Linked DNA regions of Mus musculus: regions 1 and 2 are each linked to region 3. A link is a contact called in public Hi-C and HiChIP or PLAC-seq data. All regions are on one chromosome and are shown on one strand. The core of a region is the stretch at or near the end of the contact, and the rest is flanking DNA. Distances in the headings are between cores, read along the strand shown. Region 1 overlaps Rab22a (RAB22A, member RAS oncogene family). Region 2 holds the start of Rab22a (RAB22A, member RAS oncogene family). Region 3 holds the start of Zbp1 (Z-DNA binding protein 1).

What was found. Hi-C and Micro-C count contacts between places; a contact is called where the count stands out from the background. HiChIP or PLAC-seq counts read pairs in DNA pulled down with a chosen protein or histone mark.
Region 1: a contact with region 3 is called in a Hi-C map of B cells, with 10 read pairs. The contact joins the enhancer-like site here to the promoter of Zbp1 in region 3. A contact is called at or near these places in 3 of 484 Hi-C or Micro-C datasets (B cells, memory CD8 T cells and natural killer cells) and 2 of 115 datasets of contacts at active chromatin or transcription factors (bone marrow-derived dendritic cells and memory CD8 T cells).
Region 2: a FOXA1 HiChIP or PLAC-seq map of pancreatic cancer cells shows a contact between it and region 3. The contact joins the promoter of Rab22a here to the promoter of Zbp1 in region 3. A contact is called at or near these places in 3 of 39 promoter capture datasets (the 3T3-L1 cell line, liver and pre-B cells), 5 of 484 Hi-C or Micro-C datasets (CD4 T cells, embryonic stem cells, memory CD8 T cells and 1 more) and 4 of 115 datasets of contacts at active chromatin or transcription factors (bone marrow-derived dendritic cells, effector CD8 T cells, memory CD8 T cells and 1 more).

What each region holds. Positions count from the first base shown.
Region 1 is chr2:173,678,100-173,680,869 of GRCm38.p6, reverse strand. The region is part of intron 2 of Rab22a (RAB22A, member RAS oncogene family); the gene reads right to left. Among named protein-coding and RNA genes, the nearest start is that of Rab22a, 20 kb to the right of the region's middle. Within about 2 kb of position 1,494, at least 61 of the 459 cell types and tissues checked have an H3K27ac peak or open chromatin away from gene starts, as enhancers often do. A contact at or near this core is called in B cells and memory CD8 T cells, where this site is marked.
Region 2 is chr2:173,658,427-173,661,285 of GRCm38.p6, reverse strand. It overlaps Rab22a (RAB22A, member RAS oncogene family), which reads right to left and starts at 1,441. Exons shown (of 7, transcript NM_024436.3): 1 at 1,145-1,441. The coding sequence starts at 1,180. It also overlaps the pseudogene Ppp4r1l-ps.
Region 3 is chr2:173,217,614-173,220,313 of GRCm38.p6, reverse strand. Zbp1 (Z-DNA binding protein 1) reads left to right here and starts at 1,392. Exons shown (of 8, transcript NM_021394.2): 1 at 1,392-1,572. The coding sequence starts at 1,539.

The DNA of each region.
Region 1 (2,770 bases), core at 245-2,744, 460 kb before region 3:
TAACAGTGTTAATGATGTGTTTATAAAAAGATAAAGAGAGAGGGGATATATTCTCTGGGGGTGTAGTCAGACGTGGGGTAAGGGGAGGCCTCAGCAGGCCCATGCTAAGGCATCCATTCCCCCTGAGGAACCAGTCACACGCCAGTATAGTATAGAATAAGAGTTTATTCAGGGCATTGGGAGGGGAGTTAAGAGGGTAGTAGAGTCAGAGAAAGGCAGAGAGCATGTGGAGAGAGAAGGGGGAAGGGGGGGGGGGGGAGGAAGGGAGCAAGAGCCCAAAAGAGCAAGAAAGGAACAAGAGATGGGGGAAGAGACACAGCAAGCAGTCCCCTTTATAGTGTGGGTCAGGCCTACCTGGCTGTTGCCAGGTAACTATGGGGGTGGAGTTTAGACAGAATGCTAACAGTCTAGGGAGCTCTCTGTAGGACAGAACCCTGGAAGTACAGTTGCTGGGCAAGACTGAAGGAGACAATCGCTGCACACAGGGTGAGAAGCAAACCTTCAAGGGAGTTTCCCAGCTTGGCTGATTAATTTTGATGCCATGTGCCATGAGATGAGTCAACTGACCTTCCTTTACCTCAACCATCTTGTGAAAGTGAGGAATAACTTCCCAGGTGTTTCCCAGAGGTTCATGTATTTAAAGCTTTGGCACCAGTATGACCTCACTGGGATGTGCACTGAACCTTTTGACAGGTAAAAAGGGGTTGAGGGTCCCTCACTTTTCATTTACTGTTTAGCCATGAGGTCCCGGAGCCTACCCTGCTGCACTCTCTCAGGATGCTGTGCTGCACAGGACAGAAGCAACACACAAGAGGGTCAACTGAGCATCCAGTGCAGCCTCCAAAACGATAAGCTAAAAGAACCACCCTTGCCTTTTGTAAATTAATTATCTCAGCAATTTTGTTATAGAGACAGAAAAAAAATGCCATTTTCTGTCCCTATAAAGATGGAGCTTTACAAAAACTGTAATCTATTGAGGTATAGTCTTGGTTAGCCTTGGGTATAAACTTGACACAGCACAGAAAAGTCTAAGTGAGAGTGAGGTCTTGAGTGAATATATATATATATATAATATACATATATATATTATATATATATAAGCCATCCCATCATCCTTAGGCAGTTAGAGCTGGGGTGTGAGAACACTGCAGAGGGGCTGAAAACATGCTCAGCTGTTGACAACCATCTCTCTTTTTTTTTTTTCTTTATTTACATTTCTTTCTTTTTTTTTTCCTTTTCCATCTCTTGTTCTTTCACAGCACCCTAGCTCAGTTCCTAATATTCCCAACAAGTGTAACTTTAGCTCCAGGGGCTGGGATACCTTTTTCTGGTCTCCATAGGCATACCCCACAGAAAGATACATGCACACACACACACGCACTAAAAATAAACAATCTTAAAAAAAATGAAAACAAAACTGAAACTCTGAGCATGAGCCTGTGAACAAGGCAGAGAGAGGGTGAGGCAGTCAGTAACGCTCCCCTCCCCCATGGCTCCTGTCCCTCAGTGATGAGCTGTCATCCGATGTAGCTGAAACTCTTTCTTCCCCAAGTTGTTTTCAGTCAGAGTGGTTTATCACAGCAGTAAATGAAATGAGAACAGGTGGAGTTGATGTACAATAAAATGTAGTATAATATTTTCAGGCCAATGAATTTTAAAACTTCATAGTCTCATGTAACTATCACCCAAAATAATATAGTCACAACATTTTCCAGTCCTAGAAATCTTCCTCATGTACATTTCCAGTTCATTTTTGCCACTAAACTGATGATGGAGTGAGTGTGATCCTGAGGAACTGAGTGTGAATACATAGCACCTTGTAGAAAACTGTGTGGTAGGCCATGTCTGTAACCCAGCAACCCAGCACTGAGGAGAGGACTAAGCGCACTGGCCAGCCAGTCTACCAAGACTGCTGAGCTTCACGGTCCAAGGGAGACTTTGTTTCAGAAGATAAGGTGGAAAGACATTGAAGAAAACTTGGATGTTGACCCCTGGTTTTCACATGCTGAAGCACACATATGCATGTTTCTGGTGCTACTCTTATGACCAGGCTTAGCAATGCTTGTATGTGTGCTATATACTGAGTAATGATATCCTCCTTTTAGACCTCAATCATGTGATAACCCTTCAGTCTCCAAGCCTGGACTTTGTCCCCATTAGAGCTGTTAGACTGGATTTTCACACTTGGAGAACAGGGTCTTCATCCCTATTCAACAGGAAGATTCAGAAAATGTAGGATTAAGGGACTGCAAAGTGGGTGTGGTGGTTCACACATATAATTCTAGTAGCTGGGAAGCTGGGGCAGGGGGAATCACTGCATGTCTGAGGCAAGCCTGGACTACATAGTGAGTAGTAAGTCAACCTGGGTTATAGAGTTTGACCATGTCTAAAAAATAAGAACAAACCTTCAAAGGGATGATCTAAGTCTCAAAAAGAAAAATTGAGTCTGAGCAGAAAGATGGGAAGAAGTTAAGAGGAGCCCCTCACATCTGCTGCTGGAAGAGCTCTTTAGCAAGATTATAAACTGTGTTTACAGTCAAAATAGGTTTTGGATTGTGACCTAAGCATAACAAAGCTCCCTTTGACTATGTTTTTATCTAAAGGCCTGGGAACCTGTGCCATACATTCTGTAAACCACTTTCAAGTCTTGCAGCCAATAGCAGGAATAAGTGAACATTTCTACCCCATCTTTTACATCTTTGAATAGTGTAAGTAGATGTGACTTCAAAAGCTACCAAATTCACATAAAGAGCAACTAAGACATGGAGTT
Region 2 (2,859 bases), core at 192-2,691, 440 kb before region 3:
TGAAGTAACTATATTACGGGGCCAGAGCGCATGCTTTTCATTCCAGTACCTGGGAGACAGAAGCAGGCAGATTTCTTAGCCTAAGAACTGAGCACAGTGCCAGTCATGGCCAACTAGTGAGAAACCATCTTGAAAGTACTGGGGAAGGATTCTGCAGTTCTTAAGTGACACTAGGACCTCCGGAAAGACCTACGACGGCCTAGTGCTACAGGACTGCGATCTTAGCAAATCTGGGAGGCAGAGGCAGGAGGGTTCCAAGTTCAAGGCCTGCTGAGGCTGAGATTTCAAGGCTATCCTGGGCAACTTCTGGAGATCCTGCTAAAAAAATAGAAGCAAGCAAACTGGGGACACACAACTCAGTGGCGGGACTTGCCTAGGATGTACAAGGTTTAGGTTTAGTCTCTAAGACTGAACTCCTGCTCCCTCCCAAAGTAAAAAGGCCTCTTCAATGCCTGTCCTGTGTGAAAGGTGACTGGACTCACTGGCCTTTTAACATATACCAGTAAAACTATGCGCTCCCAAGTTGCGGAGTAATCGGGATGAACCCTAGCCCCACCCTGCTAAGGGGCAAAAACCATGTAGTTATTGGAATTTTTTTTTTTTCAGTCATTAAAACAGAAACTCAGGAAGGAGATCATTAGAAGGCTCTGAAAAGGCCAAACTACTGTGAGAGGACCGGAAGCTGAACCTTCAAAGTCCTGGTAACTCCTCCCTGTTCTAGTGAAGAGTGAACTTTAATGGAAAGTAACTCTTGCAGAAGTGTCAAAGACGTCCCAAAAGTTCAAAACCATCCCACATTGCTGAAAGGAGGCCAAGTGTGCGCATAAAACCCAAAGCCCTGCTGGGGAGGGTTAACTTTCAGAAACTTGTCTAACTTTAAAGGTGTCCCTCGCAAAGTTGGAAGGAAACTACCTGTGGGCTACTTCACTGTGGGATGGAAAGAGGGCGTCGCTCCGGGGCGCCGGGGGCCACCCTGACACCTGGGGGCCTTGGGTGGGGCACAGCCTGCTGGTCCCGCCGCCCTAAGGGGTCTGTGGGGGGCTGCGTCCCGCGCTGAGCGTAAAGGGGTGCAAGGGGCCCTGGAGTGCCGGGGCCCGCCCGCCCGGCCTCCGCGACCCTCCGGACCCCGCCCGCTGCAACTTACCCCGAGCAGGCACACTTTAAGTTCCCTCAGCGCCATGGCCCGGGAACCAGGGGTGCGGGCCCGCCGCCGCCCTAAGTTGAGGAGGGAGAGGCCCGGCCCAGCACCAGCATCCCCCGGCGCCGCCGCCTCACCGCCAAGTCCCGGCCGAGCACTCCGGGCGGCCGTGCGTCCGCCGCCGCCCTCCGGTCCGGCCGACCCCGTCACTTGTCCGGCGGAGTCACCTCAACAGCCGGGACACCGCCTTGGCCTCCCGGGCGCTACCGCCGCCGCCATCTTGGGACGCCAGCTGGGTCACCTGACCTCCCCGCCCACTTCGGCAGCCACCTTCTCCGCGAGGGCGGGGCGGCCGGCTCGCAGCTCACAGGCGGGTGGGCGGAGCACCAATGGGCGGAGCCTCAGCGTCGCCCCACCCTCCAGCTCCGCCTCAGCCCCATCTTCTCTAAGGAGTGGGCGGGGCGGGATGGGGCGTAATCTTGAAGCTACCACGCCTCTAGCTCCACCTTCCACCCGTCCCAAGATGGCGGCGGGTGAGTGAGGCCAGGCTGGTGGGCGGAGCGCGAGGGATGGGCGTGGCCTCTGGGCTCGCCCCCGCCTCCAGCCCCGCCCTCTGGCACATCCTAAGATGGCGGGTGAGTGGGGTCTAGGCTCAGGGGTCTCCGACGGCTCCCCTTCCCCTCCCCGAGAGCCCCCCTCACCCCACCTCCGCACGAGCCCGGGACTCGCCGCCCGCGCAGCCCCGTGTAGCTCCTTGTGTGTCTTTTGATTTTTTTTCAGAGATCCCTCTGTACTTTGTGGACTTGCAGGATGACTTAGAGGACTGTAAGTAACAGTTGGGGCGCCCCGCCCCTCCTTGGGTCCCTCCCAGAGGACTGTGGGGTGCACTTAGACGGGACAGGAGCCTCAGGTCGAGCCTATCTCGAGCCCGCTTCTTCTCAGGTGCCCTTCCCTCCTGGGCTAGGACTTGGGTCTGTTGGAAACTTTGTCTTCCTGTCACTTTCTCCTCTGGCTGCGCTAGGAGCTGTGAGAGGGAAAGCCAATCCCAACCTGGGAGGAACCTCCTTGGGTTCCTAGTTAGGGCTTGGGAGTGACGCCCTACTTGTGGGCCTGGCCAGCTCCATGTCTTCATGGAGCCCACTGCTTTCCATGTTTTGAGTGGGTCTCTTCCACTTGACCCTTCTCAGCCTCCACTTCTTCTCTGGAATTATTTTAAGAGACAGTAGCTGAGAGAGATGCCACCTTCGAAGTGCAAGTTCCAATTTGTGGCTAATGGACAAACGAAGCTTTGGCTTGTCTATCCAATATAGTTTTTCAGCGCCTACCTCTACTTGCTCGGGCCATTTGTTGGGCTTATGAATTTACAAAGATGAACTAGATCTCCCTCACAAGCCAGAGGGGAGCAGGAAAAAAAAAAAAAAAAAACCCAGGGAGGCTTGCTGGTGGTTGAGGTCAAATCACCTCAGATGACACAAATCACCACAGTCAACTGGGGCTTCCTGAGTCCCAGCCCTAGGAGTTACTTCTGTCCCCTTCCCTTCCCTACCTGAAACTCCCTGACAGGAGTTGATGTTGACTGAGAATGTTTGGTAGACCATTGCAGTGTTGAGCACATTTGATCCCTGAGTGTGTGTGTGTGTGAGTGTGTGTGTGTCAACTCTATTAGTGTAGCATGACACTTGGAGAGAAAAGAAAAGTGAGTGGTGAAGAGGCCTGGCCCT
Region 3 (2,700 bases), core at 143-2,642:
TGTTTTTTAACATTTCTTTATTATGTGTAGAGTACTCTGGAGGAGTCAAGTGGCATTTTCACAGGGGCTACCTAAGACCATTAGAAAGCACAGATCTTTACATTATGTTTCATAACAATAGCAAAATTATGGTTACAAAGTGTTGATGAAAATCATTTCTATGGTGGGGATCACAACGACGTGCAGAGTTAGGATGGTTGAGAGTCACTGACCTAGGAGGCTCTGACTCCTTCCAGGCAGGTCAGCTAATGTAAGGAAGGGAAGGGAAGGGAAGGGAAGGGAAGGGAAGGGAAGGGAAGGGAAGGGAAGGGAAGGGAAGGGAAGAGGAAAATGCTGAAGAAAGGAGTGAGGAGGGCATGTCCTGAAGCCCTGCTAAGTCTGGAGCCACCTTGGTTAGGGACCAAGCAAGACCCCCTGGGCAAGAGGCGGTTGGTGAGCATGCGCCACCTAGTGGTCAGTTTTCAAATGGCGCCTCTAGGGAACCTGGGCAGTGTCCCTCAATGGGGCCAGCTGAGAGTTCATTTAAAAGCGACTTTATTTATTTTGGGTGGCAACAGGCAGTGCGGTTTCTGTTTTCCTTGGCTGGCTCTGCAGGCACTGTTTTTCCTCCCTGGAAGTCATAAAAAAATCACTTGGAAATGTTAATATTTTCCCATGCACAGGCCCATCCTAAGCTGTGTAGACCTGGCCTGGTCTTGGTCCCTTGGTGACCCTTTCAGGTTCTGTAAGGTGAAGCTGACTGGGGACCTGCCACCTCCTGCTTGCTTGGCAGACATCCTCCAGGCACATCACCTCCTTCTAGTCTCCAACGACTGCTGCTGTCTTGCCCTGTGCACCAGTGACCTGCACACCAGACAGGTACAGAGGTCCCAAGATCATGGCCTCTGCACTCACCCCACCTCCACCCTGTAGCCGGGACCCAGATTCTGGGATTATTGTGAGCTGAGTGGTGGACACAAGGCCATCTCTGTGAGCCCCGATCCCCTCTTACGTAATATGGAACAGAGAAGTGTCTGAGCTGTTCACGGGTCACTGAGAATTTATGAAAGTGAGAAAAGGGGCTCTTTTTCTAGAAGGTATGTGAGTAGATGGTACTACACCTGCCTGTGGGCATGTGGGGGAGGCACAGTAGGTGCCTTTTCCTAGATCTATCTTCCTCCTCACAGGGCTTTCACAGAGTTCTCTTCAGATAGAGCTCTCCCGGTGGGAGACCAGTCTCCACCCCAGAGGCCAAGACTCCTCTCTTCTCTGTCACACAGTCATCCAACTCCAGCTTGCTCACCCACCCCGATTTCAATTTCGATTTCGACACCCTTTCTTTCCGAGAACCACACCAAAGTTTCATTTTCTCTTTCTTTGAAAAGCTGGAGGGCGGGGAGGGGATGGAGCCAGATGGGTATTTGTTTCCGGGATGGTAACAGCTGGTGCCTGCAGGTCCAAGCAGCCATTCTTGCCTGTGGATTCAGAGCCCCAGGCCTGACCACAGTGCCAGAAACTGCCACCCCCTGCCCTAAAGGAGCCCCAAGGCTGCTGTGAGCATGGCAGAAGCTCCTGTTGACTTGAGCACAGGAGGTAAGCTAAACCTCTTCCTTCACCTCGCGTGGGTCCCAGCTGATGTTTCTAAGGCTCCTAGCTCTTTCCTTGGCCCAGACAGCAACAGGATTCTGAGGTCACCACAGGGAAGTCAGCTTGCTTCAAGGATCCTGTGCCCCAGATCCTTCATGTCACCTTACCTCATTGATGAGGTCACCAAGGCCTGTGACAGCCCTCGGGCTCCGAACTGTCATTTCAAGAGAGGACTTTGCTTTGATAAGGAGATGTGACTTTGATTTTACATTCAAGCTCTTCTCCTGCCCTATTTGAACCCTTGCTGAGACTACATACCCTGTCTAGGGGCTTCTGGGCTATGGGAGGCTGCGGGGTGCAGGGCTGTGTGAGGCTGCCATGCTGTGGGCAGGATTTAGTTCACTGCTTTTCTTCTTCATCTTTTGAAAAGCACTTCATTTTTGTTTTTTGTTTGTTTGCTTTTGTTTGGTTTGGTTTTTTCGAGACAGGGTTTTTCTGTGTAGCCCTGGCTGTCTTGGAACTCACTCTGTAGACTAGACTGGCCTCGAACTCAGAAATCCGCCTGCCTCTGCCTTCCAAGAGCTGGGATTAAAGGCGTGCGCCACCACGCCCAGCTGAAAATCATTTCTTATTTCAACATACTAGAAGTGGTTGCTCAAAAGCTATCAGGGAGGAGCCAAGCAAAGACCAGAACTAAGGTCACCTGGTTCCCATGGTTTCCTTTCACTGCTAACCTTTCCAGCCTGTCACCTGCAGCCTTCTGCTTTCCAAAGTCCCACTTTCAGACCCTGCAACCAGTCCTTCAAGTTCACCCTTTGGAGAAGGCTTGGCCTGCCTTGTGTGTCCCTAGGGGCCAGTGGGAGAAAGGAATGAAGGAGAGGCCACTACAGGGCACACTCCCCAGCAAAGGTTTTACAAGGCAAGGCAAAGCCAAGTCAGGAATAGATGCTCAGTGCTATAATCCTTCCCCCAACACCCTCCTCCTCCTCCACCCCCACCCCCAGCCCCACCCTGGGGTGGGGCTGTGGCTGAAGCAGGAGGATTGCTATGAGTTCCAGGCTAGCCTGAGCTAGACTTTGTCACAAGAGGAAAGAAAGAAAGGTAGAGGCAGACTCATGGATAAGCAGACAGACG